Regions from separate parts of the Mus musculus genome. Here regions 2, 3 and 4 are each linked to region 1. The links are chromatin contacts, called in public promoter capture Hi-C maps. All regions are on one chromosome and are shown on one strand. The core of a region is the stretch at or near the end of the contact, and the rest is flanking DNA. Distances in the headings are between cores, read along the strand shown. Region 1 holds the start of 4930562F07Rik (RIKEN cDNA 4930562F07 gene). Region 2 has its middle 73 kb from the start of Mir1843b. Region 3 holds the start of 4930562F17Rik (a long non-coding RNA gene). Region 4 overlaps 4930562F17Rik (a long non-coding RNA gene).

Region 1 (3,110 bases), core at 593-3,092:
TCTTTGCTTGCAATTCACGACAAGGTCCTCATTACCTCTAACAGATGTCTAATGTGGCCCAAGACCTCTCGGGGACATTACCCCATAACTACTCAGCAAGGTGCCCTTTTCTAAGCAGTGATGAACAGCTCTTGGCAGTGACTATGAGAAAGCTATGGAAACCCACATATTCACTTCACTGGATTGCAGGTGTGTACCCACGAGATGTAATATAGAGATAGAAAGCGTAAGGAGAGATGCCTCGCATGAGCTAGCTATAATCCGTGTGACCAAGGGCTTCCAGAAAGAAACCAAGTAAGATCATCCCAAGTCCAGTCTCATAACCATCACACATGCACACATACACTTGCACATGCACACGCATACACAACACAACACATACCAGAAGCAATCCTGTGTTGGTAGCAGTGCATAATGTATTGCCAGTGGGAGGTAGAAGCCATAGTTTAAATGAAAGATAAAACTATAAAGGTATCTGTTGCTATTTATGTTGATGCTCAGGCAAATGTCTTGTACACAGTAGGTACTCATAACTGTGGATGGATATGCAATGATGCTAAGGATAACTTGTAATACCTCACAATTCAACCTGAGTGACCTACTCTTTTAAGACACGCCATTAACTGCTACAGAAGGTGAGGCAAGGCATTGAGACCAGGGTTGATTGACATATGTGCCCTGTGGTACCTGAAGCCATGCCACTTTCTGAGTGGAAGAGAGCCTTTCCTCCCCAGTCAAAGAAAACAAATTGCTTGGCATTTTGATTGTATTGTGGCCATGTTACAAAGGCAGAGAATTCCCAGCTTGGAAGCGATTATACTCCAACGGCTCATTTGCACATCTACTGGGGAGCTCTATAAATATTGTCCCCATGGAGACCATTATAGACAGTAGAAAAATCACTGTCTAATTAATGACATAGCCAAATTATGACATTACAGCAGCAAGAAAAAAATTCCCAAAATTGATGAGACTGTATGAATGTAAAGTTGTACTCTACTTGCTCAGCTGGGCCACCTGGTACTCATGTCTACTCCCGATGTGCTCCAGGCCCTTGGAGGGTAGCTACCTAATGGTGGCTACCTGGGCCTTCTAGCAGACAGTCACATTTCACCCGCTCATCCTACATCACCTCAATGCCACTAGGCACTCAAGCCTTCCACCCTCAGGCCTCTTTGACCAAAGCAACACTTCCTGATTCTCTGCCCCCTTGTCACATAGGGAGCTGGTTGTGGATTACCTGGCTGTCCTCCGCATGTCACAGAATGACCAGTCTTCTCCCCTTCTCTGCCAATTGGTACCCACCAGATGCTCTTCCCACTTCTCTCAGTTGCCCTAAGACAGAAGACTTGGGGGTAGAGGTGAAGACACAGCAGAAATGGGATGTCAGATAACAGTCTGCAAGGATGGATCGCCGGAATCAGGGACCATACAAATTACACGGTTTCCGTGACAACTGGCTGCCAGTTTGAATTAAGACAGCAGTCAGTTGTCCCTGATTGCCATAACAAAGCCCCTGACTCTGGACACAAGTGTACCTACTGCTTTCTAACCAAATAGACTTGAGCCAGTTCCTGACATAAACCATCCAGAAAGGCAGTTCCCAGTTGCTTCTATATCCTGGAATCCCAACCGTGACTGGATCACCTCTTCCTGTCGCAGACTCTCCGACAGCCTTGATAGAGCACTTAGGATGATACAGGGCCCATGAAGTGATAGGCCCTCCCATAGACACCAGAGAGCAGAAGCCCAAAGTATTGCTTGGTGCCCTGTCGCCCTGCCTCACCCTGACAATTCTTCTCATATTACTGCTTCTCCTTGCATCATGCCAATTCATTCCTTTATGACTCTACAGACACTGTTTCCCTTGGTCTATTCCAGAGTTGCCACGGATACAGTCCTAGGGTAAGGTGCTTGGGACTTGTGCCTACCTGATCCATCTGGGGACAGTAAGTTCATGAAGAACCTAAGAGGCCCCAGGGGGCTGGAGGAATGGCTCAGCAGTTAAGAGCACTTGTTGCTTCTGTAGAAGACCCAAGTACCAGACATGCATGTGGTACACATGTATACATGCAGGCAAACCACTCATACACATAAAATAAATCTTTTTCGAAAATTTGAAAAGAAGATGCATAAAGAAGAGACCTTCTCAACTGGCATGGACTTGGGCATTGGGGTTGTCCCCACCCACACTGGACTTCTGGCCTGCCTTAGTCACACTCAGAAACAGTCAGAGGGGTCTTTATCCAGTGTCCAATAGACTTTTTTTGATTTCTTGGGAAGAGGAAAAAGAACAGGAAGATGTAAAGAAAAGCCAGTCACTTTTTCAAGAAATGAATCGCTCATATGAATGATCGAAGCTGTACAGTATTTGTCAGTGTTTTGTTTTCTGTAAAATTCAAATACATATAAAAGTTTATTTAAATAAATGTTTTGAAAATGAAATCCTCCTCGCACGTTGGATTGAGTCACTGGCTTACCGCTGAGATATTATTCTCACACAGAATTGACAGAAGCAGAGGCTCTTCCTGCCTGGTCCCTGGCCTCCTAGAATCTCAGGTCTGAGGACCAGAAATGTGGCATCTCTCCCTTCTACGCAAAGCAGGCGACTTTGGAAGCTGAACTGAGCAACAACGGCTGCAGAAAACATACTGATGTTCCCTGGCGACACTTAGAAAACATTTCTCCACTGAAGTCCATGTCTTTCATAGGAAAAGGAAGAAATAACCTTTGGGTTAATCTGGTGCTAAGAAACAAAGGACCAAGGGACACAGATACCTGTGTCTATGTGCATGTATTTATATAAGCACATTTATCCTTTTTCTAAGTCAACCACAACTTTGCCCTAGTTAGAAAATGAAATGACTTGGATGCTCTTGATTCCTTTCCCAACAATGCTTACCTAGAGTGCGGGCCAACAGAAACAAGATGGTGAAATGTTCCCGACTGGCACTGCCCAATCTGGTACTATTAGCCACATGTGGCTCTGTTCATTAAAATTAAATTAGATTAAAAGTCCAGAGCTCAATTATGCCAGCCATATTTCAAGCACTCAATAGCCACCCTATGGCTAGGAACACCACCCTGAATGGCAGAGGCTAGCATCTTGT
Region 2 (3,180 bases), core at 563-3,062, 660 kb before region 1:
AGGAACTGGCCATGAGTGGAGTTTTGTCCCTCAAATTTTCTGCATATCCCCATGGGACAGAGGGAGGGATTGGCTTGGAGGGTAGGGGTCTTCTCCACTGAAGGAGGTGAGAGTGAAAGGGGGGGGAGACAGGGGAGGGCATATTTGGATGAACCAGGTTAGGGGTCATCTCTAGATTTCAAGCCTTTCTCTGGGAAACACTGCTAGGTTCTCTCCAGCCAGCCCATGGTTTTGGAAGAAGCCCCACTGATTTACTCCCCTGAAAAGCTGGTAGCCTTGCTCTCAGTCTGCCTGGATACCTGGCCCTCTCCCTCTAGAGTTTGCTATTGTGGCCTCTTGCCGATGCCGTCCTGGACACCCCAGAGCATGTGACATGTTCCCCAGCTTGATTTCAGAGTCAAGCTTGAGCAGACAGATGTCTAGGCCATACAGGCAGGCTGGCTCCTGCTCCTTGCTGGAATGGGCTTAGACTGAGGGTATGAAGCAGGCTTTCCTCTCAAGGCCAGTCCCATAGAGTGCAGGCTGGGGCACCAGAAACATAAGCTTCCTCAGTATTTACAGCCTTCTCACTTCTACTAACTAGCTCACGGAATTTCTTCTAGAATTTCCTCAGAACTCTGAAGCAGACCATGCTACTATGAATTCATATATCCCTAGCTCACCTATCTCAGGTCTCATGTATCCCAAGACTGTCTCAAACTCACTTGGGTAGCCAAACAAGCCTTGAATTCCCGATCTTCCCGCCTCTACTTCCTGAGTGCTGAGATCATACACGTAGACACATAGACTATTATGCAACATAAATAAGTAAATAAACTTAGAAATAAAGTAAGTAAATAAACCTAAAAATAAGAATGTTAGAATACATATTAAACACACCTACATTTTTGGAGTAGGGCTCACTCTTTAGGTTCTGTGTTGTAAGTGCTGTTTATATTACCTGACATAATCTTGTGCCTGCTTTGTCTCACTTCTCAGGTGATGACAACGAGGCCCAGAGTTAAGAGCTTCCCTGCAACTTACAGAAGGCACATCCAGACCCAGGTCTGTTGCAGCTTCTACATCTCGGCTCTCCATTATTTAGCACCATGCACAAAGCTCTTGGTCTAATCTCCAGCACCACATAAACCCGAATGGCAATCCATGACTGTCACCCCAGCACTCACGTGGTATAGGCAGGAAGATCAGGAACTCAGGGCTAGCCTTGGCTACCTACCAAGCAAATTTGAGAAAATCTTAGGACGTATGAAACCTTGGAGAGAGTGGAAGTAACAAGGAAACTTCTACTGAGGAACAGGAGCTAGTGAATGCCTACATAGCCCAGCCATCCAGTCTGAGGTTTGAGTCCTTTGTCCACTCATGCACAGTAGGGCAAAGCTTAGTCCCACCATCTACCTTGATAGATGGCCCCATGCTGTCCATGGTGAAGCAGGCATAGTGGTACTTCCAGTTTGGGGCATCCTTTCTGTCTACTGTAAAAATTCCATTGTTGGGTTAGCTGCTTGTATTTCGTTCCCAACATGGCATTCTCCAGCCTAGAACCTCGTCAGTTAGAGGGGTGGGGCTTGCCATCTGGGTCTTCCACCATGGGCCTGGGGCCATTAAAACTCTCTTCTCTTGTTCTTTGACTCTGGCAGGTGACTCCTGACACAGCTGGGAGAGTGAGCCATTTCTTCCGCCCAGACAGCCGGCTTTGGAAATTATTCAGGAATAACAACCGGGCCAGAAACATTTGCATAAGGAATCACACAGAACAATACATGTTATTTAAACCATCTTTGGTTGGCAACAGAAGCAAAAAGCAGCTGAGATGAATCTGCATTGCAGATCAGCCTTCTGGAGCAAGCAGGCTGGTGTAGGGGTGGGGCACTGCTTGAGGCAGGGAGAGAAGAAAGCATCCTTGTCCAGGTGCCCCTTCCCAAGCGGGGTCTCCTTGCTGGCCTTTCTATGGCTCTTGTGCATTTTTCTCCTTCCCTCCCTTCTTCCGAGATTAATGGAAACAATTTATCTTCTAATGTGACTACAGCTTATGAATTCTTTGTCTCACTCTAATCCTTTAAATTATACACATAATAAAATATGTATCCAGCGATTTTAGGTCATAATTTGATATTCTAGGGGAAGTGGGGAGGGGAGGGAACTGAAGCCAGGCATTCTCAGGGTTTGTTCCTCTCCATTTGTCTTTATTTGCTGTCTTAACCATCTCCCCCTTTCCTCCTCTCTGCTCCTGTGCACATCATATTTCCACAGTGGGCCTGGGCCCTGGGCATGGGGAGGGGCACTGCTGGAGCCTGGGCTGAGGAGTTAGTTGTACTTGAGGTCTGTGAGGGGAGGCCACAGCCATTCTCTCACCTGCTCTGGCATCTCTTCAAGAGCAGCAGTTGGGTTTCATTTTTGCAGGGCAACCAGACTGAAGATTGCCTCTAATTACCAAAGGTCTCAAGGGGTCTTTAAACACCCAGATCTCCAAGTCATAGGCAGAATAAGGAGGTACAACTCAGTGTTGACTAGTGAAGGTTCACACTCATATCATAAAATCAAAGGACAATTCTCTTCAAATGACACTCCCTTACTCAAGTATCACTACTACTCCAAGATATAGATGCTGTCTGCTCTCAAAGTCATGGAAGGCTGGACTCCCTGCTGCCTGACTTCCCTTAACTGTACCTGCTTGGAGGGTGAAACTTTTTTTTTTCCCTTTCTCTCTTCTTTGTTCCTATTAGAACTTTTAAGGTGCTGGATAAATGTTACACCACAGAGCCATATCCCTAACTCTTGTTAGTTTCCTTTTTATTTTAAAAATGTAGCCCACTAAGTTACCCAGGTAGGCCTTGGGCTTGTGATCCTCCTGCCTCAGCCTCTTGAAAAGCTTAGATAAGAGTCCGTGCCCCAAGCTTGGATGGGAAGGTTTTCTATAATTTGCACTGGTCCTGTTGGGGCTGAAGAGATGTCGCAGCAGTTGAGTACACTAGCTACTCTTTCACAGGACATAGGTTCAGTTCTTAGGCTGTCAGCATCCACACGGTGACTGATAACCATCTATAACCCCAGTTCTAGGGGATTCGGTGCCCTCTTAGCATGTCAACAGGCAGCAGGCACATATATGATACACATGTATACATAAAAGCAAACATTCATCCACATAAAAATTTAAAAATGAATGAATGAATAAAATCTTAA
Region 3 (3,181 bases), core at 625-3,124, 940 kb before region 1:
AATCAAGGGGATGCTGACAGTAGACCATCCTTCCAAAGCATCCCATGACTCTCATTTCTATCTCTGCACTCGAACAGTTGACTTGTCATCTCAACCTCTAGACTGTGAGCTTAGAAGAGTGACTATGTGTCATGGTTTGAACACGTAATGTCTGCCCAACCTCTAGACTGTGAGCTTAGAAGAGTGACTATGTGCCATGGTTTGAACATGTCATGTCTGTCCAACCTCTAGACTGTAAGCTTAGAAGAGTGACTCTATGTTGTGGTTTGAACATGTAATGTCTGCCATGGGAATATGTTGGTCCCCAGCTACTGGTGCTATTTTGATTCTATGTCCTTGATACTGTGGGCCAAGCCCCAGTGAAAAGTATCTGTTATAAGGAAAAGTTGCTAGATCCAGTGAAGAAATTAGGCAATGTCTCCTGACTTTTACAAAACAGGAATAAGACCTAGAACTACTGTCCACCTGGAAGATTGTCACAGACCTCTACCTTCACATTAACAACAGGTTTTTATCCTAAGTGCAATCTGGAGTTCTTTTTGTTAAGGTTCATCTGTCCAGACTGAGTCCTGCTATAGCATGAAGACAATAAACACTGGCTGGAAAGAGGACACTCCAAAAGGAAGGCTATGCCTGGAGCACCAGAGGTAAGTAGAGAGGCATCTCAGTTATTTAGGCCCTAGATGTTTCTGTTTTCTGTGGTATCTGGAAAGTGGCTGTAAAGATAGGAGAAAAACAAACAAATAAACAAACAAAACCAGGAGCAAGGGGGATTTTTTTTTTCAAAATTTCTGGGATAAATCACATTTCCTGAAGAACAACAAATGATCCTGAAAGGGGTTTTCCAGGGTTAACTATAAGGTGGAGGCCAAATGCAAGATTGTTTGTGAGAAAATATCTCTGCAAAACTCCAGGTAGAAAGTTCTGGTCTCCATACAACTTCTTTATCATCCAGGATCTTGGATGCTCCACAATCCCCAACCAGACAGAACATATTCTTAAATAAAAACCTCAGTATTAAGGAATGGGTTGACTCTTTGCATATTGATGGTCAATGGGATTCCTTAATCCTCAAACCATTATAGGCTGTTGCCAATACATTTCATTTCCTACAGAACTTCAGGGTAAGACCCTATTTCTGAAGACACCACACACTGGACTCACAGACAATCAAGCTAGTATTCACTTAGAAGCTTCACCCCTAAAAGCTAGCTTCCATAGTGCTGGAAGATGACATTCATACTATTAGATGGGAAAAATAATAATCACCATTCTAACCCAACTGTAAAGTTGGCAAACTACAACATGATGGGCCTAACAGGACATGCCCACTACTGCAATAGTGGCGCAAACATTATGTGAGTAACCAACCACTCTCACATGTGATCTATGGCCTACTGTCTGAGATAGAAACAGATGCATTGTTAACAGAGCCAAGAACATGAAGTTATATACACACACAAAGGATAACCTAATGCTATTATTCTGATAAATGGACATAGCGTTAAAGTGACTGGTAGTGCTTAATGCTGTTGCTGCAATACAGTGCATCTTTCAACCCATAAGCTGCTGCTTCTAGTAGATGACAGCTAACACAGAGATCCTCAACTGGTCCATATGCAGAGAATAAGAGATTATGGAGTACTCAGTCCTGAATGGAATGTACATATCCCATCCATTCCCTTCAAGACTCCAGGGACTTCACAGACAAGAGGGCAGAAAGACTGTAAGAGCCAGAGGTGAAGTATGACTTCACAAAAACTATGTTTTCTAGATACATGGGGCAGTTGCATATATGAATCCACAGCAATTATGACATCATGCACAAGATGTGTGTAAACTAAAGATAGAGGAAAAACCCCACCATGGAGCAAGAGTGATAGATAGACAATCCCACTGGGATCTGAAAAGCCGTTGGTATTTTCTAACTGCTAAAGGAAGAAAGAATCGGCTTTTCTTAAAGATGTGATCCTTGTAGGTTGATTCCAGGGCAGGGCCCACTCCCCAGAGTACTTGGGCAACGCAAACTTCATACGAAAAAGGAGGAGGAGAGAGGAGGAGGACCAATAGCAGGGTGAAGAGAGAGAACAGGTGAGAAGGAGTGAGAGCAAGAAGGAGAGGGAGGAGAGGGGGAAGGGGAGGGGAGAGAGAGAGAATTCAAAATTGAGTGGATGTGGGTAAGGGGGAATATGTCAGAAATTGGGAAAGGGCAAATATGATCACAATATAATTTATAACATTCTCAAACAATTAATAAACTTGCTTTTTAAAAGAAGTCTAGCCCCTTGGCTTAAGGCCTAAAATTTTGCTTTAGTGAAGGTGTGCTCCTAGGAACACAGGCATCTGCATGCTGCAAATGCAGGGCTCTGACTCGAGCTTTCCTTGGATTTACAGCATCCCTAGAAGATCTGTGCAAGTATTGTAAATTTTAATGTCACTAATATGCTGGTGATCACTTGTCTATACGCCTCCAGCTCCCTGCCCCCAGAAACTCTTCATTTTAGAAAACTTTTATAAAATTCTCTTATGAATTGGTATTGTCTCTAAATACTGGCCGCCATGAGATGCTTAATCACAAGATGAATGAGTTCCTGTCCTTTGCTGGAATAACTCTAGTAATAGAAGAAAACCAGGAAACAAGGCACAAAATAAATGGGAGAGTAACACTAAATGCACATGTTCGGCAAAAAACAAATTATTCAAAAAATAACAAAGAAAAATCTATAATCTATTAAGGCAAAATTATATATATAATTTCATTCAGAGCAGCGCTGACAAATCAGCTCAGAATCAAAAGGCAGCTTTCATTAGAATCACAGGAAACCCTTCTTCCGCTTCCAGATACCGAAAGACCTGTTTTCTGAGCTGTTTGGACTTGTTTCTTTCTCTCGCCATCCAGTATAATCTGTGATTATTTCAGATATGCTTCTCTGACGCAGTTCTTAGAGCCTGAAGCAGCTATGTCGTCATCGCGCTTTGCAGACTTTGGTCTAAGACAGCCCAGCTCTTGACACAGCTGCCTCGAAGGAGAGGCAGGAAAGAAATCCATCAGCTACATCTTCTCCTGCGGAAAAAAGGATTATCAAACTTCTCTTGAGGTAAGAGCACCCTCTGGTGGCCGATGTCTGCATTGTGCGCTGACAGCTCCATCTCAAACTAGACTCAATGCCCATATCCTTCC
Region 4 (2,968 bases), core at 305-2,804, 890 kb before region 1:
AAGAAGGTTCAGTGATTGAGAATAATTACTATTCTTCCAGAGACCCCTGATTCAGATACCTGAGATAGATAGATAGGTAGATAGATAGATAGATAGATAGATAGATAGATAGATAGATAGATAGATATCTCAGGCCTTATTTCTAGGGCTTTTAAAGTAGTTCCAGTTATCCTTACCATCTCACCTCAGAATGCAGAGACTGTAAGCAGAGAAGACAAAGGTCTCAGACAATTGTTTTCACTTTTTTCTCTCTCTCCTTTTTAATATTTATTTATTTATTATGTATACAGCTTCCTGCCTGTGTATATACCTGCAGTCCAGAAGAGGGCACCAGCTCTCATTATAGATGGTTGAGAGCCACCATGTCCTTCCTGGGAATTGAACTCAGAACCTCTAGAAGAGCAGTCAGTGGTCTTTACCTCTGAGCCATTTCTCTAACCTGTTTTCACTCTTTTTCTACAGCTGAGTTTAGAGAAGAAACCTGTGGAAAGGTTCCACAGTGGCCAAAATTTCCACTGCCTGTGCAATCAGATACAAAGTCCATGAAAATTAAGAGATAAGGGAATCACACATTAAACACAATTGGTAGTTTAGACCTGAATGGCCCTGCAGTTTAGACCAGGGGATAGTTAAGACAGTTCTTATATTTATTATAGAGATAAATGAAGAACAAGTATGAAGTCTAGAGTCTAAAGAATGACATTCACAGCCCCTACCTCTAGAAAGGAAAATGAGAGCATAACTTAAAAGGTCATCTTTAGGTACCTCAAAAAACTAAACATGTTCATCACTTCATTAGTGGTCCAGTGGGTAAAGAATCAGTGGGGCCTTGTGAAGGATTAATAAGCCAGGCATGTGTATTACATTTCACAACAAACTGTCAGTCATTCTTGACGGGAAGGGAAGAAAACAGACTGAAATCCTAGCCTTGAAGGACATGCTTAGCTTATAAATAAAGCTGGGCAAACATCTTCAAAAATGTCACTGCGTGCATTCTCAATTTATTAGAAAGCAGAGCATCAGCATGTATCTCCCAATTTCTTCCCTGAAGGAAAAGCAAACAAACAAACAAACAAACAAAAAGAAAGATGCTTGAGTCCCAAATATACAGCAGCAGTAACAAAGAAGCTGGATGAGAGCCGAGAGGGGATTTTTCCACCAAACTGTTGAAAAATGGGAGGATATAATTCACTCTACTAGTGAGAAAAGCATACTATAAATGGCTTTGTACATGGGCTTAAATCAATGAAAAGCTAGGGGTGTGGTCCAGGGGAAAAAATAGAAAGGCTCAGGGGATTAAAAACAAAAGCAAGCTAGTTGAGTAAAACTACAACTGAGTGGACAAAAATAGAATCCACGGGGCCCAAGTCAATTTCTTCATACAAAGACAACAGATTTAAGCCCTGTAGCTGGACTCATAAGAGGTCAGGACTGGAGTGGAGGATCCCAGTAATTCTAAAACTGTTTTGACCTGGGGCCAAAAGGGGAACCACAGGGACCTAAGAGGCCTCAAGGGTATTACACAAGAAAGGGACAGACCGTCTTATAGAGTTTCAAAACTTTCTGCAAGTGTTCTCCAAACTAGAACGTGTCTATGTTGTGATAATACTGTGGTCTCCTCCACAACTGGAAGTTGTTTTTTTTTTTCCTTAAGTAATTGAGCAACAGGAAGAGTTGAAATCATGAATGCTCTTTGCTCCAGATTTCCATCAACAACTCATAGCAGCCTTTTACCACCCTTATTGCCAATACTCACTGGTCATGCTACTGTTTCTGATTCCTACAGCCCAAGAACTAATATTTCTGTTGGCTTAAACACATAGCTATGCACCTAACTGAATAATGGTGTTTAGAACCCTACCCCAGTGACAACTACTAGCCCTTCCCACAAGTTTACACAACAACACAGCTCTACTTGACTTGGATTTATTTAGAACATTGTCTTACCTTTATATTAATTAATCTGTGCTTCTATACAACGTTTTTATTGTTTCGCTGTATTGAATTTTTTTTAAGCTTCATCATGATCTCTGAACATTGGACACTAAATGAAGTAAGTTTAAATACAAATCTAATACATGACTTTGTATTAATTACTCTACAAACTTCAGAATTTTTATGTGTGGCTAAAAAACCATAAGAGAGTGTCAGATCTCTTAGATCTGGAATTACATGTAATTGTTGTGAGCTGCCATGTGGGTGCTAGGAAACAAAGCCAAGTCCTCCAGAGGAACAGCCAGTGCTCTTAACAACAAGCCAACCCTCCAGCACCAGGATGCTTTCAGGGTGTTTGTATGACAACATCTAGCCGTGTCTGTTATCACCCATAATCAACTCAGCAGTAAAACACCATAACCAAATGGAAACCATAAGAGAAAGTCAAATACTTAACATTGTAAACTACAAATGAGAACATATTGCAAGTTGGAAGGGATAATTTAGTTTCATTGTCAGTCAAAGTAATTTAGAAAACATTTTTAGACTATTAATCACAATTCCATAGTCTGATTAAAACATCATAGAAAGCTCCCTTTTCCCAAAAGGGGAGGAAAAGCCCTTGAATTCCCCTCATGATATGTCCCCAACTCTGAGGCAGGGACCACAATAATCGATCAAACAAGTTACTGTTTTCCAACTATATCAGCTGAAGCCAGAATCATAACTAACAGTATCCATTGATTCTTCTACTTGGTTGTTTCTCTTCTACCTATGTCTTGGGTCCTTGTGCTTCCACTTTAGCCTCAGATCAAAACAGTTTTAGTTAGTGGAATTCTGCACTCCATATCATCTATTCTTGAGTCCCTCTGTAGGAATTAAATCACATTCTCTTGTCTTTGTATCAAGAAACTTACTTGGGTCCCATAAATTCTACTTTCCCCTCCTCATTCTAATTTACCCAACTAGAAAGCAGACAGTGGATTTAGAGATGAAGTGCATCCAGACATTCTTAGCTGCCTAAGTATGCTCA

Evidence for each region. Promoter capture Hi-C pulls out the DNA fragments that hold promoters and counts their contacts.
Region 2: a promoter capture Hi-C map of hippocampal neurons shows a contact between it and region 1, with 12 times the contacts expected there. The contact joins the enhancer-like site here to the promoter of 4930562F07Rik in region 1. A contact is called at or near these places in 21 of 39 promoter capture datasets (the 3T3-L1 cell line, 3T3-L1-derived adipocytes, the C10 cell line and 12 more), 13 of 484 Hi-C or Micro-C datasets (the C2C12 cell line, CD8 T cells, LSK cells and 6 more), 4 of 115 datasets of contacts at active chromatin or transcription factors (acute myeloid leukemia, cardiomyocytes, oligodendrocyte precursor cells and 1 more) and 1 of 9 other capture datasets (embryonic stem cells).
Region 3: a contact with region 1 is called in a promoter capture Hi-C map of hippocampal neurons, with 9 times the contacts expected there. The contact joins the promoter of 4930562F17Rik here to the promoter of 4930562F07Rik in region 1. A contact is called at or near these places in 15 of 39 promoter capture datasets (the 3T3-L1 cell line, 3T3-L1-derived adipocytes, the C10 cell line and 10 more), 1 of 15 datasets of contacts at CTCF or cohesin (the NIH/3T3 cell line), 2 of 484 Hi-C or Micro-C datasets (the N1E-115 cell line and embryonic fibroblasts) and 1 of 9 other capture datasets (embryonic stem cells).
Region 4: a promoter capture Hi-C map of 3T3-L1-derived adipocytes shows a contact between it and region 1, with 5 times the contacts expected there. The contact joins the enhancer-like site here to the promoter of 4930562F07Rik in region 1. A contact is called at or near these places in 9 of 39 promoter capture datasets (the 3T3-L1 cell line, 3T3-L1-derived adipocytes, embryonic stem cells and 5 more) and 1 of 484 Hi-C or Micro-C datasets (macrophages).

The regions. Positions count from the first base shown.
Region 1 is chr1:160,076,143-160,079,252 of GRCm38.p6, forward strand. 4930562F07Rik (RIKEN cDNA 4930562F07 gene) reads right to left here and starts at 1,843. Exons shown (of 3, transcript NR_038031.1): 1 at 1,787-1,843; 2 at 1,241-1,348. It overlaps 4930523C07Rik (RIKEN cDNA 4930523C07 gene), which reads left to right. Exons shown (of 3, transcript NM_001162896.1): 3 at 1-2,445.
Region 2 is chr1:159,411,834-159,415,013 of GRCm38.p6, forward strand. No RefSeq gene overlaps it. Among named protein-coding and RNA genes, the nearest start is that of Mir1843b, 73 kb to the left of the region's middle. Within about 2 kb of position 1,813, at least 41 of the 459 cell types and tissues checked have an H3K27ac peak or open chromatin away from gene starts, as enhancers often do. A contact at or near this core is called in cortical neurons, hippocampal neurons, oligodendrocyte precursor cells and 2 more, where this site is marked.
Region 3 is chr1:159,132,407-159,135,587 of GRCm38.p6, forward strand. 4930562F17Rik (a long non-coding RNA gene) reads left to right here and starts at 1,875. Exons shown (of 4, transcript XR_865669.1): 1 at 1,875-2,091; 2 at 2,921-3,098.
Region 4 is chr1:159,185,472-159,188,439 of GRCm38.p6, forward strand. All of the region lies in intron 3 of 4930562F17Rik (a long non-coding RNA gene), which reads left to right. Among named protein-coding and RNA genes, the nearest start is that of Cop1, 45 kb to the right of the region's middle. Within about 2 kb of position 1,555, at least 39 of the 459 cell types and tissues checked have an H3K27ac peak or open chromatin away from gene starts, as enhancers often do. A contact at or near this core is called in 3T3-L1-derived adipocytes, where this site is marked.